Regions from separate parts of the Mus musculus genome. Here all the other regions are linked to region 4. Evidence: chromatin contacts called from public HiChIP or PLAC-seq and promoter capture Hi-C data. All regions are on one chromosome and are shown on one strand. Each heading gives the region's core, a stretch centred on a gene start, on an enhancer-like site or on the middle of the called end of the contact. The rest is flanking DNA. Distances are from core to core; before and after follow the strand shown. Region 1 holds the start of Agps (alkylglycerone phosphate synthase). Region 2 overlaps Pde11a (phosphodiesterase 11A). Region 3 holds the start of Ttc30a1 (tetratricopeptide repeat domain 30A1). Region 4 holds the start of Hoxd10 (homeobox D10).

Region 1 (3,122 bases), core at 256-2,755, 1.1 Mb after region 4:
TCATTAATTCTTGGACCGAGTCACCTCCAACTTCTCTGGCGACTTTTACCAAGCCAATAGATATGAATGCATCGTTTTCTTCAGCTTGTGCAAGGCAGGATGGTCATTATGAACATGTGCACAGCACTGGAAGGCAAACTGAAGTTTACTTATTGATTTATTTTAAGTAAGACGCTACTTCTCTAGCAGAGAATGATGTCAAAGGATCTCTTTCTTCTGTTATGAAATGTTCAGGAATGCATATCTGTTCTCTTAGTCATGCATCCAGCCCCAGTCACACCCTGCAGGAGCAGGTTTGCCCTGGTGAGAGGATGGTCACCTAAACAGAGCTCTCATGGACTTAAAAGTCAGAAGAGCAAAGAGAATTCAACAGAGACCTTAGGTAGATGCACAAAATAGATGTTACTAGGCCTTTATAGCTTTTATATTATCTGGAAAAAAAATCAAGTATAAAAAGATGCTAAGCCACCCAACACCTTCCCTTCAAGGCTCAGGGATCGACACAGAAGAGGAGGAAAGATTCTAAGAGTCAGAGCTGATGGATGACTCCAAAGAAAGTGTCTTTTGTATACAACAGAACTAATTCACATACGAACTCACAGAAACTGTGACAGCACACAAAGGATGTACAGGGGATCAAGCCAGATGGAATCCTAGAGCTGAGAGGTTGAAGTGGACACAGCGTCCCACCATGAACCAAAAAGCTATCTGAAATTGGTACCCATCCGCACAAGAAAAGTACTTTTTGCCAGTGGAGTCTCACTAGGTATATTAACCACACTTCAGAGTGGGCCCCATGCCTAGGAGTTGTTGGCTAACACAAAACGAACTCAATGGTATTTTTGCAGATAACACTTTTTCACGTAAACAAACAAACCAAAAAACCAAAAAACCAAAAAAAAAAAAAAAAAAAAAAAACAACCATTAGATTGAAGGCTGTGGTTTTTATACAGCCTGTGGGCAAGACGGCTCAGTAGGTAAAGGTACTTGCCACGAAGTTTGATGACCCGAGTTTGATGCCCTGGATACACATGGTGGAAAGAGACAACTGGAAGTTGTCCTCTCACTTCCACATGAGTGCTGAACACAGTGCTAGACACCTAGAGACTGATGGGGCACTGGCTCTATCGCTTAAAGGATTGGTTTTGACCTAGGGGAAGTTCACCAGGTTTGGCTCCATTGCCAGATCAGCAGCACCACCGGCCCACTCACTATTCAGGCTCCTAGGCATCTGTTCCAGAAAATAGCCTCCGGGCGCTCGGGCCACATCCAAGATGCCACACCCATAGGTTTGGCAACTGCGGGTGTGCTGTGTAGTTTGGCTCTCCTCCTGCCCCTTTGGGCCAATCCGGGCTCCGCTGGAACTCACCTGCTCTGCAGGTACGCCAGGACGAGGCGTGGCGAGGCGCGGCGGCGGGCGTGGCCGAGGCGGGGAGGGGCGGGGCGAAGCTGCTGTGGGCGGGGACAGAGCCCGTTGAAGCTCCAGGCGCAAGGCCCCTGCCGCCAGTCGCCGCGGTGACTGCCGGGATGCGCCGCAGCGAATGGTCGCGCGGGGCGCCGCTCTGAGTGACCTTTCACCCGAGCCCAGCGGCCTCGGGCGGCGGCACAAGGCGGAAGCCATGGCGGAGGCGGCGGCGGGCGAGGCGGGCGCGAGCGAGCGGGACCCAGACGCGGGCCGCGCGCGCCGGCGGCTGCGGGTTCTGTCGGGCCATCTGCTGGGCCGGCCCCAGGAGGCTCCGAGTACCAATGAGTGCAAAGCGCGGAGAGCCGCGTCGGCGGCCGGGGCGTCGCCCGCCGCTACTCCTGCCGCACCAGAGTCGGGCACCATCCCCAAGAAGCGGTGAGTAGCGGCCCGGGATGGAGCTGGCGGCGGGAGGCCGTGAGCGGCCTGGGCTGTGGGAGAGGAGAGCACGGGAGTGGGCAGGGAGTTGGCAGGGTGGGCGGAAGGCATTCCGATCCCTGAGAGTACATCAGCTTGCGGGCTGGGAGTGGACCAGACACACCGGACTCTGTCGGGAAGGGGCGGCATGGCTTGGCCGGATTTTGGTGTCTCTTTTTGAAGGAAACACATTTCATGACCTAGTGGGAAAAGGGTTTAAGCGGATCCCCTCTTTTGGGTTTTGGAGGCTGGAAATTCATTCTCTATCTTGGAACGGGTAGCAGGAGGATTGTCTTAATCTACGACGAGGAGTTTTAAAATTGCACTAGATAATCAGATTTCTACGAATTCTCAAAAGCCTGGATGCTAGCAAGCTGGAGTGGGATGGTGGTACTCTGGGGAGAGGTGTGAGTGGTTTCTGTAGGGTAGGTTACCACTTCCTTGTGGTCATGGATTCTAACTTTAAGGGAGGAAACCAGTGAGTGAGTGAGTGAGATACAGTAGACTGCAAGCGTTAGTGACTTAAGACTTTGGTATTCCAGCTACTGATCCTTTAAGAAGCTAAAAGACAAGAGTCTGAATGAGGAATGTTTGTAAAACCTTAAGACCATTGGAGGAGAATCTCTGTCTCTGATGAAAGCTGTCGAGAGATGGTGTTTTCTGAGATGATCAGTTTGGAAAAACTTGGAGAATGAAAAAAAAAAAAGATTTTGCTAACTCGAATGTGTACTTTCAAAGTGCTGGAGATGGTGCTATTTCCATTACTTCTACGTTCCTAAGGTATTAGGTAGGTGCAGTAGTCTTCCATTTTACAGATGAAGAAATTAGAAGAAAAGGTTAAGAAGTGTGCTGCAGGTAGCAGGTACCTGTGTTACAGTTTACACATCAAAAGCAAATCAAATGGACTGCCTCATGAATTCAACCCATGTAATTAAGTTCTCACTGCATACACACTGTGCCAGAAATGCAGGGATTCTGAAATGTGCTCTTCCCTGTAGGGCACCAAAGTAATAATACAGTTTAAGAAATTTAGCTGATAATTGAAACTCATGGTCATTTAACCCTAGTTTTGAGTATATGTATTTGTTAGGATAAAGGCTTTTCTGAGCCAGGGGTTTCTGTGTAAATCTTGAAGTTTGTAATGAAAACAGCCCTGGAGGGGGAGAAAGCTCGTGGTAGACAAACAGAATGGTCACAGGTAAAGAGTGTGGGGGACTAGAGAACTACCGGACTCAGGTGTGGC
Region 2 (3,425 bases), core at 815-3,314, 1.3 Mb after region 4:
TTGTTCTGAGTTTTTCAGTTTATGAGTCTCTCTTCAGGAGTCCATGCCATCCCAGCAGATCAAGCCAGTGTGGGACCTGGGGCTGTTCTCCTGGGGCTGTTCACCACTCTCTAGCCACTTTCTCCAAGACCTACAATGGCCTTGGCAGCCCCATAGCCGCCTTCTTCCTCTTCCTCTTCCTCTTCCTCTTCCTCTTCCTCTTCCTCTTCCTCTTCCTCTTCCTCTTCCTCTTCCTCTTCTTCTTCTTCTTCTTCTTCTTCTTCTTCTTCTTCTTCTTCTTCTTCTTCTTCTTCTTCTTCTTCTTCTTCTTTTTCTTTCTATTCTGCTGGTGTTTCCTGAAGGTCTTCTTCGTTCATTCTTTTTGTAACTCGAGGAATCATGAGTTACACTCAGCCCCCTGGTCTGAGTAGTTACTCTATGGCAGCAATCCTCCAGAAAGCTGAGAAATGCGAGACTATTTTTAATCCACCAGCTACCATCTAAGGAAGACCTCAGGCTACTTATTCAAAGCCCCGTCCTTCCTGTATGTGAAGTGAATGTAATGACCAAATTAATTCCCTAAAACTCCAAAACCTCACTCGAAACTCTGGCTGGGATAACAGAGGGTTATTTTTGCAGAGATCTTGGAACAGCAGTTAAGATCAAGGTGATGGACAGAAGTCCCGGGGTTGGCGGTGTGCGCCTCCTGTTTTTGAAGGCTCCTCCTGTTTTTGCCTCTTTCTGGTGTTTGGGAGCTGCTGGCACTCCCTGTAGACATCACCAGACAGTCTCTGTCTGACTCTCGCACTGCCTGCTCCTCTGTGTTCCGAGCTCTCTGCTCTCTTACAAGGACATTTGTGATAGTAGCTGGGACTCCTCTGGATCATCAGGCTGTTCTTCCTCAGCAAATCCTTACTACAAACTGCAAACTCACCCTAGATCCATAACCACTTACAACATCCACTCTTGCAAGTAGAAAACTGTCCTTTTCTTCTCAGGTAATAGTTATAGGCTTCTGGGATTTTGACTTGATATGTTTGTGTGGTGATTATCCAGCATATTGTATACCTACCATAAAGTTTTTTTTTAAAAGATTAAATAAAATAACATTTGCACAAAACAGTCATTTATTGATATCTGGATATATCTTCTTTCCTCCAAAACGTCATTTCTCAAGGTACTGTTTTAGAGCCTACAGTCTACATAATAGATGTCTCACAAAATTCGGTGAGGTTGCTGCTAGCTAGTTCCACCTCAGGAGGCTGAGGCAGGAGCAACACTTGAGCCAATGTTTGAGAGCGACCTAGAGGCTATCAAGTCACCCTGGCTCAAGAAAATAAAATAAAATTAAGTCAAAGAGGGTGACAAAACCTAAGGAGCTATTATTAACTCCTCTTAATCATCAAGGAACTTGAGTTAGGGAGCTGCTTAATTTAAAACTACTGTTGCTTGAAGAGGATGCTCGGGTGCTTATGGTTATAAGATTACTATAGGTCCTGATAAAAGTTAAATGGGACACTGCACGCGTTGGCCATAGAGCCCTCTCTGACACTTAAATGGTACCTGAAACAAAAACAGAATTTCTCTTTTCCATTTTCTTTTTTTTGTAAGTGATAAATAGAATCTTGTGCTAAAACACTGTTATGTATTCAAAAACAGTATTGCGAACTGTTTGGCTTACGGAATGGTCAAAGAGCTGTTCAGATTTAGCACATTAGCAAAATCTTGCAGCCAGAAATAGCACTGTTGAGGGGGGACCCTGGAGAGAAAGACTGTGGGGTGAGCTGCCTTCCGACTGAGCCGGCTGTGGCTCCGTGCCAGACCAGTGCCTCTCAAAGACCCTTCCGTCCCTCCTCTGCTGAGCTCTGCCATTAATCACCACTTGCCTGTCTGGAGATCTCCCACGGTTTGGTCACGGCTCCAAGGTCACAGGCTGTCATTAACATTGATCTGAAAAACAGAACAGAACAAACAGCCTGAATAATCTTCGGTTGCATTTCTAAGCAAATTCACCCTAGATCCATATGAAAATAAGGAGCTGGGGCCAGCCCACATCTTCTTCCCTCAACAAAGGGTCACACTGTTTATAGTGCCCCGGTTCTGCTTCTCCATCATGAAGTGGACACTGCCTAGAAGACAAAGGCTTCTCACATCCTCCCTGTTTGCCCCTTTGCTTTGTTTTGTCTGCGGCAAATCCAGGAAAGCAGTGCAGCCCTCTTTCTACACCGGAGTCAAGCAGGCTCTGGCTAAAATAACGTGCAAGGAGCGTTTCCCTTTCTTAACCATAAGCAAGGTGATCTCGGTGTCTAACACTGTGTGGCCGATGAATCTGCTTACTGACTTAGCACAGACGACAAAGGACAGAAACCCATGGCAAAGAGGTGAGGGACACGCTGTGGCAGAAGCTCTCTTATGTGCGTAGCTCCACACAGCCACGATTTAGCAGAGAGCCACACTGTGTCACCTGGATTACTGCCCGGAGTCCACTATATTTTATACACGTTCTCAAAAAATGTATCTGGCTGTAGTTTTCCTTCATCTGTGCATACATAAAACACAGGTACGCCATGAATCAGGTTCTCAAGGGCAGATTTAACCAGGATTTATGCTGAACCAAGGGCATGCTGGAAGTATTATCAGATGTGGTGAAAGGGTGAAAATTAAGGTATATCTTTCATCTCCAGTCTGCCGGTTTTTTTTTTTTTTTTCAGCTGTACCGGAAGTATACGATGAAAGTAGCCCAGGGCTGGGTCCAGGAGGTGCCCTGGCTGCTGCTCTCAGAAGAAAGGGTACGCTGTGAAAGGTCAGAGGGTTGCCCCACCGCTGTCAGCTAGCATTTTAAACCCTGCTGGATCTCAACATCTTGGAAACATGTCTGCTGCCCAGATGGCAGAGCAGGATTGGAGTGGGCAGAGTCCCAGCTAACAATGGATCATTCACAGCGAGTCAGGCTGCGCCAGCGTCAACCACCCCCTTGGACTAGAGCAGCATTTAAGAAGCAGCACCAAACACCCAGAAGCTAAGTTCTCTGCAAACAAAGACAGCTGTCTATTGTTGGGTTCTGATCCTCTGTAGGGAGCACCTTGCAGTGCTCACTTTTCCCGTGCTTTTGCATGAAAATGCTCTCCTACCTAAAGGGCTAACTGCCTTCTGACAGAACCCTCGCTGTAGCCACAGAGCTGGATGCGATTATTCTTACAGGCAAAAGCACGGAGACATTAAGTAACTGTCTCGAGGTAAATAAAGGGCTCAGGATTCTGTGTTTATCGCAAGCTACCAGATTTACCAACACACTCCAAGGATTCTCATTCTAGATTTTGTGAGTTCAAGAGGGGCCACGACTGTGGGTAGCACATGGTGGTGCCTCCTGCTCGGGAAATAATCTCTGTGTGGCTGCCTACTCGGAGAATACTTTGGATAATTACCTAGGTTCTATTCAATTGATA
Region 3 (3,207 bases), core at 547-3,046, 1.3 Mb after region 4:
TCTTCCTCATGAGCTCCTCAGCTTCCTCGTTTTGACTTGTCATGATATAGGAAACACAGAGGTTGGCTAACACAATAGCACTGACACTCAGGATGTTATCATAATTCTTCTTGACAATGGGCTCATAGAAACCAATGGCCTCTTTGTACTTGTTCTCCTGCATGAAGAGGACATGGGCCACATTCAGCTTCCACACATCATGGTCATTACAGAATTCCACAGATTTGCGGAAGATCTTCTCTACCATTGGGTAATTCTCAAGATTCCAGTAGATTTTTGCCTGGGCCATCAGTACAGGAATATATTTCTCAAGAGTTTCATCATATTCATTCATAGCCTTTTTAATAATTTCATCATCTCTGTTATGCCTTGCTTCTTGAACTTGCTTAGTGAGTCTCCTGAGCTGCTCAGTCAGCATGCCAGCCAACCCATCAAGTTTAATGAAAGCCTCTTCAGGAGCTGTCTGGCAAGTGATCATGGCATCCAAGAAGTCATAGAGATAGGGTGTGAGGAACTTGTAAGTTAAGTGGGCATTTTCTGCCAGGACATCAGCTGCCAGGTCAAAATACTCATATTTACAGTAGAGCAGCAGCAGGTTGCCAAAGGTCTCTGGGGGAAAGGGGTTCTGCTGGAGCAGAAACTGGAGCTTTTCAAAGCCCTCTGTGGGCTTGGCATCCATGTTCATCAGAGCCTGGTTGTGGAGGGTTACGGGGTCCAGCTCTTCCTCTGCTCTAGGAGGCATGTCAGTGAGAGTTTCTTGGGCTACCTCAAAGTTTCTCAGCTGATACTCTATGGCTGCCTTGAGGTTGAAAGCTTCAATCAGAGCAGTCTGGTGAAGGACTACAGTGTTGCCAACACTGCGAACATCAATGCCCTCCGTGGTCATGCCCACACCGAGTTCTGGGTGTTGACGGATGCCACGCTCAATGATGTCAGCGATATGCTTCAGAGCAGGCGCGTACTGCCGACTGCTGTAATAGGCCAATGCCAAGTTGTAGGAAAGGTCAGGCTGGTAGCCAGAAGCCTGCAGGGCCGCTAAGAACTTGGAGCAGGCAGCTTCATAGTGTCCCTCCTTGTAGAGCAGACAACCCATGTTGACCAAACCATCTGGGTCATTCTCCCCTCCACTGTCTTCTCCAGCTTCCCCACTCAGCAGCTGCTCCACCAGGCTCCTGGCTCCTGGGAGGTCACCTTCACTGTACTTGATAGCAGCCTGGAGACGAAGGACTCGAGTCTGATAGGCGGGGTTGTCCAGGAGGAAGGTGACCCTGGTGGCTTCTGGATACAGGCAGGCCTTGTACAGCGCCTGGGCCTGGTACAGGCGGTACTGCTCGAGTTCCGGGTGCATCTGGCTCAGCTGCTCATAGCACTCTGCAGCGAGCTCGAACTCCTGCAGGCGGTAGTAGCAGTAGGCCAGCAGCGACAGCCCTGCGCGGCTGCGGGAGCTTCTCTGCAGCTCTGCGCTTAGCAGCTGCACCGCCTCTGAGTAGCGGGAGTCGCGGATGAGCCTGTACACCACCGCTGTGAACTCACCGTCGGGAACTTTAGAGCTGCTTTGCCACGCCATAGCCGCCAAAATTGTAGCGCGTGCTAGTTTCCAAGGAAACTAGGTAACCGGAAACGGAAGTTCATCCAGCGGGTGGCGGTTAGGTCTGAGGTAGAAAGGATCTGTTCCGCATGACTAGGAACCGTTGACATAATCCCTGAATTTTTTTGTTTTGTCTTATAAGATTACAAACTGGGTTGGGACAGAAGTCGGAGAAGGGACAGAAACTTGTTGCAAGTAGTCCAGACATTATACTCCCGGTTTCTCCCGGCATGCAACATTGTTACTTCCCCAATGGGACGTATCCACTTTGCATTCTGGGAGTTGTAGTCTTATTTCACGAGTACTGAAATCTGGGGACTTGGCGTATTGTTTGTGTATTCAATTCAGATAGGAAAAGGTCATAAGACTTTTAGGCCGTTAGTAGGAGTTTTAGACTCCCTTTACTCGTTAGAACGAGTGAGCGTTGCTTGTTTTCTAGCTAGATAGTGTGACCTCTCTGTGGAAGAGCAGTAACCTGATTAGGGCCTGGGGTCCCTGGAGGTTTTTTGAGGCTTGTACTTTTTTTCCCTATTGTATATTTTGAAATCTGCTGAATTATCCGTTAGTGCCGAACTAAGTGTGTACTTCTTAATAGAATAGTACAGTGACCAAGCATTCTGCACCAAGTAGAAAATGATCTACAAATGGCGGGCATTTTGTTTGTTTGTTTGTTTTTGGGTTTTGAACGTCCGTTTATTAAGAATATAGTAAGCAAAGGTAAAATAGTAGGAAATAGCTGATAGAAACATCAGATCGATAATTCAATATAATCAAATTGAAGGCTTACAAATATTAGTTGAAATCAACTAGGGCAGCCATTGAAGAGGTTAGCTAGGATTCCCAATGAGAGTCCTAGGCAGATCAGAGTGTCTAGTTGGGTAACTGTGCTAAGTAAAATCACACAAGCCAAGGAGCAGATAGACAATAGCATCAAATCAGGCTTTCTCCAGAATCGACTAAAGCAGACCTTCTGAAAGAGTCATAGTTGAGTTCCTGACCCAGATTCTCAGCAGAAGCAGCTCTCTGTCACCTCCAAGATGGAGGTAGATAGTGTGATGGTGAGATGGCGGAAACTTTTTAAAATCTCAGTGACATATCTTTTCCAACAATGCCACATCTTCCCCAACAGTGCCACCAGCTGGGGACTAAGTGTTCAAACATCTGAACCTACGAGGGACATTCTCATTCAAACACTACAGAGGCTGAACCATGACAACCAAGAACTAGGTTCCATGAGAAACGGTGAATGGCAAATCATTCTATCTTCATGTCTCCAAGAAACTGTAAAGGCCTGCCAAATGAGGGCACCAAGTGTGTATGAGGAAAGATTGCTGTGTCCCTTTTTTTTTTTTCTATAGAAACAATCAAGTAAATTGGTGTGGGCAGTAGGCTTCTGACTTCCATGACTCAATTGCACTTTCAAACAGATATACAATGACTAGTGGGGTTGGGTATCCCCTAGTTCCTGGTATCACAAGGAAAAGGCTGAAGCAGGTATACATTTGCTCCTATCGTATAATCCTATCATATAACAGCCGATTTTATGTGCGTTCAGCCTTCCCTCATGTGGAGAATTTGCAGCCATGTGACTTCTTGGATGTCATCACACAAGGGGCATT
Region 4 (3,214 bases), core at 638-3,137:
AGAAGGGAACACAGATGTCTTTTCCGACTGGGAGCTGGTTCACGGTCACAGTTTCCGGGTCCGTTTTACTTTCTTGATTGCCGGGAACGGGACCCGGAAGGCCGAAGGACGGCTCCCACACACAGGCAGGGCCTCTGGTCCAGGGCAAGTCTTTGGAAATCAAGGTTAAAGCTCCCTGCTGCTGTCCTAAGGCCCCGGGCTTCCGCAAGGCGGCTCGCCGCCTGCAACCAAAGAAGAAGGGAGGAAGTTGTTCAAGTTTCTCATAAAATTCTGAGTTTCCACGGTGGTTGTGGCAGTGGTTGTTCTTTAATGAGCTGGACCACAACCCCAGACCATATCCTCTTTATAAAACTTTCCCTCACCAGAGGAAACGGAAGACTTAGACTCTCCCTCTTTATTCCCTTCTTGCCCAAACAAAACCTTGTCAAAGAATTTTAGGGATCGTCCAAAACTATAAAATTTAACTTCTGACAAAAGTATAGCTTTTAATATTTGACGATTTGTGTTAAAACAAAAATTGACCTTCTTGGTTAGTAGCGGAGGGGAAAAATCAATAGTATAATTTTCAATAATTCATAAAGCAAACGCCATTATGCTAAATCTTAACTATTAATCTTATCCTTTACAAAGTCTCGATTGATTTGTTAATAAAATATCTTCCCGTTTGTGGCAACAGCGGGTATAACTCTTTAAAAACCTTCAGAAGCAAGAAAATTACCAAGTAGCCCAAGAATGTAGATGAGAATTTTATTGATCGCCCTGATTCTTCTTAATATGTATTAATAAATTCCACAACCCCTTGTACCTTGCACTTGTCAGAAACCAATGCTTTTACAAAATCCATAAAAGGAAAACATATTTTTCTTTGCAGAAGATCTAAATGACAAGTTTGCTTTGCTCTCTCCTCTTTTTATTTTTATTTTTTCTTCTGGCCCGGTTTTCTAAAACTTGTGGAGTCCGGGGATCAGAGTTTTCCCTTTTCTTTTGAAAAAAAATTTCTTTTTCCCTTCCTTTCTCTCTGCCCTGTGTTATCAGGGGAAGGAAATCTGGCTTTAGCTGTTTCTGGGAGCCGGAGAGACGCTTTCGCGAATAGGGAACGGCTGGCGAAGGATTATCTCCAAGCTAGGAAGCTCCCAGCGGCCGGTCCTCAAAGGTCAGGGTGTGGTTACTCTCAGAGTCAAGGCTCCAGGAGCTCGTGGGTGCCGATTCCCCCCCCCCCTTAGTTCTAGCAGAAAGATCTAAGGAGGGGGTAGCTACGGGCTGGAACCATCATCCGAGCTTCGGGTTTGCCCAGCTGCGTGGTGGCCTCTCGACCCTCGGGGCCCTATTCGCCAGTGCTTCCCCGACACCTTGGTCCAATCTTTGCACTGAAGATTTTCACACAGCCCCCTTTGGAACCCTAGGGAGGGATGTTTCCGAACTAGAGAAATCGGACTCACCTTCCTGGCTGCCCAGTACTAAATTAACCAGCCCGCGCCCCTATCCCTTCCTGGGAACCGGCCCTCTTGGGCGCGTTCTGCCTGGGTATGTGCAGGGAGAGCGCTTCTGTGAGCAGGCGCCACAGCGCTCTGACTTTCCTCAGTACGCGTGTCCTCCCGGAGGCCCCTCGAATCAAGCCTTTCCTTCCGCTGGCGGGGCCCGGTGGCCGGGTGGGGGACTCGAGTGGGGCAGGCCGGCCGGCCAAACAAGCCCCGGGAGACAGGCTGGCCGGCAGCAGAGCTCTGGGCCGGTTGTCTCCAACGCGCACTATCACAGGCGCTTAGTAGATGTCGCTGTTGTCCGTGCTTACGCGGCCAGCCGGCCGGGCTGGGGAACACGTGACCTGCAAGGAGGCTGCGGCTCAAGGCCATTTTCAAATCTCATTGGCTTGGTTGTCATGTGGTCGGCAGAGGCATCCACAATTACACCGGGAATGTTTTCCTAGCGATGTCAGCCTACAAAGGACACAATCTCTCTTCTTCAAATTCCTCCCCAAAATGTCCTTTCCCAACAGCTCTCCTGCTGCTAATACTTTTTTAGTAGATTCCTTGATCAGTGCCTGCAGGAGTGACAGTTTTTATTCGAGCAGCGCCAGCATGTACATGCCACCACCTAGCGCAGACATGGGGACCTATGGAATGCAAACCTGTGGACTGCTCCCGTCTTTGGCCAAAAGAGAAGTGAACCACCAAAATATGGGTATGAATGTACATCCTTATATACCTCAAGTAGACAGTTGGACAGACCCGAACAGATCTTGTCGAATAGAGCAACCTGTTACACAGCAAGTCCCCACTTGCTCATTCACCGCCAACATTAAAGAAGAATCCAATTGCTGCATGTATTCTGATAAGCGCAACAAACTCATTTCTGCCGAGGTCCCTTCGTACCAGAGGCTGGTCCCCGAGTCTTGTCCTGTTGAGAACCCCGAGGTTCCTGTCCCTGGATATTTTAGACTGAGTCAGACCTACGCCACCGGGAAAACCCAAGAGTACAATAACAGCCCCGAAGGCAGCTCCACTGTCATGCTCCAGCTCAACCCTCGTGGCGCGGCCAAGCCGCAGCTCTCGGCTGCCCAGCTGCAGATGGAAAAGAAGATGAACGAAAGCGCGAGCGGCCAGGAGCCCACTAAAGTCTCCCAAGTGGAGAGCCCCGAGGCCAAAGGCGGCCTTCCAGAAGACAGGAGCTGCCTGGCTGAGGTTTCCGTGTCCAGTCCCGAAGTGCAGGAGAAGGAAAGCAAAGGTCGGTATGAACAGAGTTGCCACCCCAGCGGGGCGTGCAGTCCGGTAAAACCTCGAAAAGGGAGCGCTCGGGTGCCCAGAGCAGAGCCCGGGCAGCGGAGCCCAGAGCCCATACTCCGCAGGTGCTGCTCCACCCGGCTTTTAGAAGGGATATCCCTGCCTTGAAAGGGTCGGGGCTTCTCTCCCGCTGCTCCGGCCAGACCTGGCCCCAAGCTGATGGCGCCTGGGCAGAGGACAGGCTTGCCGGGTTTATCAGTCTTGAGCCAGATCCGAAATACAACAAAAGAGCTAAAAGGAGACCAGCCGTTTGTAAACAGGGCTCCAGTGCCCGCTTTTCTTTGGCTCAGATTTGCAGCCCTAGTTTTTGCCTTGAACCCAGGGATCATTTTAAGGTAGCCTAAGACACCGTGTTTGTGTTCAAGGGTTTGCACCCCGCATCCTGCGATCTAAGAGGGAAAGGAAATGGTTTGGCCTGTTGGTGCTTGGGTGGGGAA

Evidence for each region. Promoter capture Hi-C pulls out the DNA fragments that hold promoters and counts their contacts. HiChIP or PLAC-seq counts read pairs in DNA pulled down with a chosen protein or histone mark.
Region 1: a contact with region 4 is called in an H3K4me3 HiChIP or PLAC-seq map of embryonic forebrain, with 5 times the contacts expected there. The contact joins the promoter of Agps here to the promoter of Hoxd10 in region 4. A contact is called at or near these places in 11 of 39 promoter capture datasets (the 3T3-L1 cell line, 3T3-L1-derived adipocytes, cranial neural crest and 7 more), 2 of 484 Hi-C or Micro-C datasets (both in cortical neurons), 8 of 115 datasets of contacts at active chromatin or transcription factors (the NIH/3T3 cell line, embryonic forebrain, embryonic midbrain and 4 more) and 1 of 9 other capture datasets (embryonic stem cells).
Region 2: an H3K4me3 HiChIP or PLAC-seq map of craniofacial prominence shows a contact between it and region 4, with 5 times the contacts expected there. The contact joins the enhancer-like site here to the promoter of Hoxd10 in region 4. A contact is called at or near these places in 4 of 39 promoter capture datasets (the C10 cell line, hippocampal neurons, liver and 1 more), 2 of 115 datasets of contacts at active chromatin or transcription factors (craniofacial prominence and embryonic forebrain) and 1 of 9 other capture datasets (adipose tissue).
Region 3: a promoter capture Hi-C map of embryonic stem cells shows a contact between it and region 4, with 3 times the contacts expected there. The contact joins the promoter of Ttc30a1 here to the promoter of Hoxd10 in region 4. A contact is called at or near these places in 15 of 39 promoter capture datasets (the 3T3-L1 cell line, 3T3-L1-derived adipocytes, the HPC-7 cell line and 10 more), 4 of 484 Hi-C or Micro-C datasets (embryonic stem cells, nephron progenitors, pro-B cells and 1 more), 5 of 115 datasets of contacts at active chromatin or transcription factors (astrocytes, differentiating embryonic stem cells, embryonic forebrain and 2 more) and 2 of 9 other capture datasets (liver and macrophages).

The regions. Positions count from the first base shown.
Region 1 is chr2:75,830,672-75,833,793 of GRCm38.p6, forward strand. It overlaps Agps (alkylglycerone phosphate synthase), which reads left to right and starts at 1,506. Exons shown (of 20, transcript NM_172666.3): 1 at 1,506-1,840. The coding sequence starts at 1,542. Gm34861 (a long non-coding RNA gene) reads right to left here and starts at 1,516. Exons shown (of 3, transcript XR_866490.3): 1 at 1,370-1,516.
Region 2 is chr2:76,027,412-76,030,836 of GRCm38.p6, forward strand. Pde11a (phosphodiesterase 11A) reads right to left here. Exons shown (of 20, transcript NM_001081033.3): 17 at 1,866-1,929. Among named protein-coding and RNA genes, the nearest start is that of Gm52518, 7.4 kb to the right of the region's middle. Within about 2 kb of position 2,065, at least 117 of the 459 cell types and tissues checked have an H3K27ac peak or open chromatin away from gene starts, as enhancers often do. A contact at or near this core is called in craniofacial prominence, embryonic forebrain and hippocampal neurons, where this site is marked.
Region 3 is chr2:75,980,171-75,983,377 of GRCm38.p6, forward strand. Ttc30a1 (tetratricopeptide repeat domain 30A1) reads right to left here and starts at 1,797. Exons shown (of 1, transcript NM_030188.3): 1 at 1-1,797. The coding sequence starts at 1,567.
Region 4 is chr2:74,690,004-74,693,217 of GRCm38.p6, forward strand. Hoxd10 (homeobox D10) reads left to right here and starts at 1,888. Exons shown (of 2, transcript NM_013554.5): 1 at 1,888-2,721. The coding sequence starts at 1,977.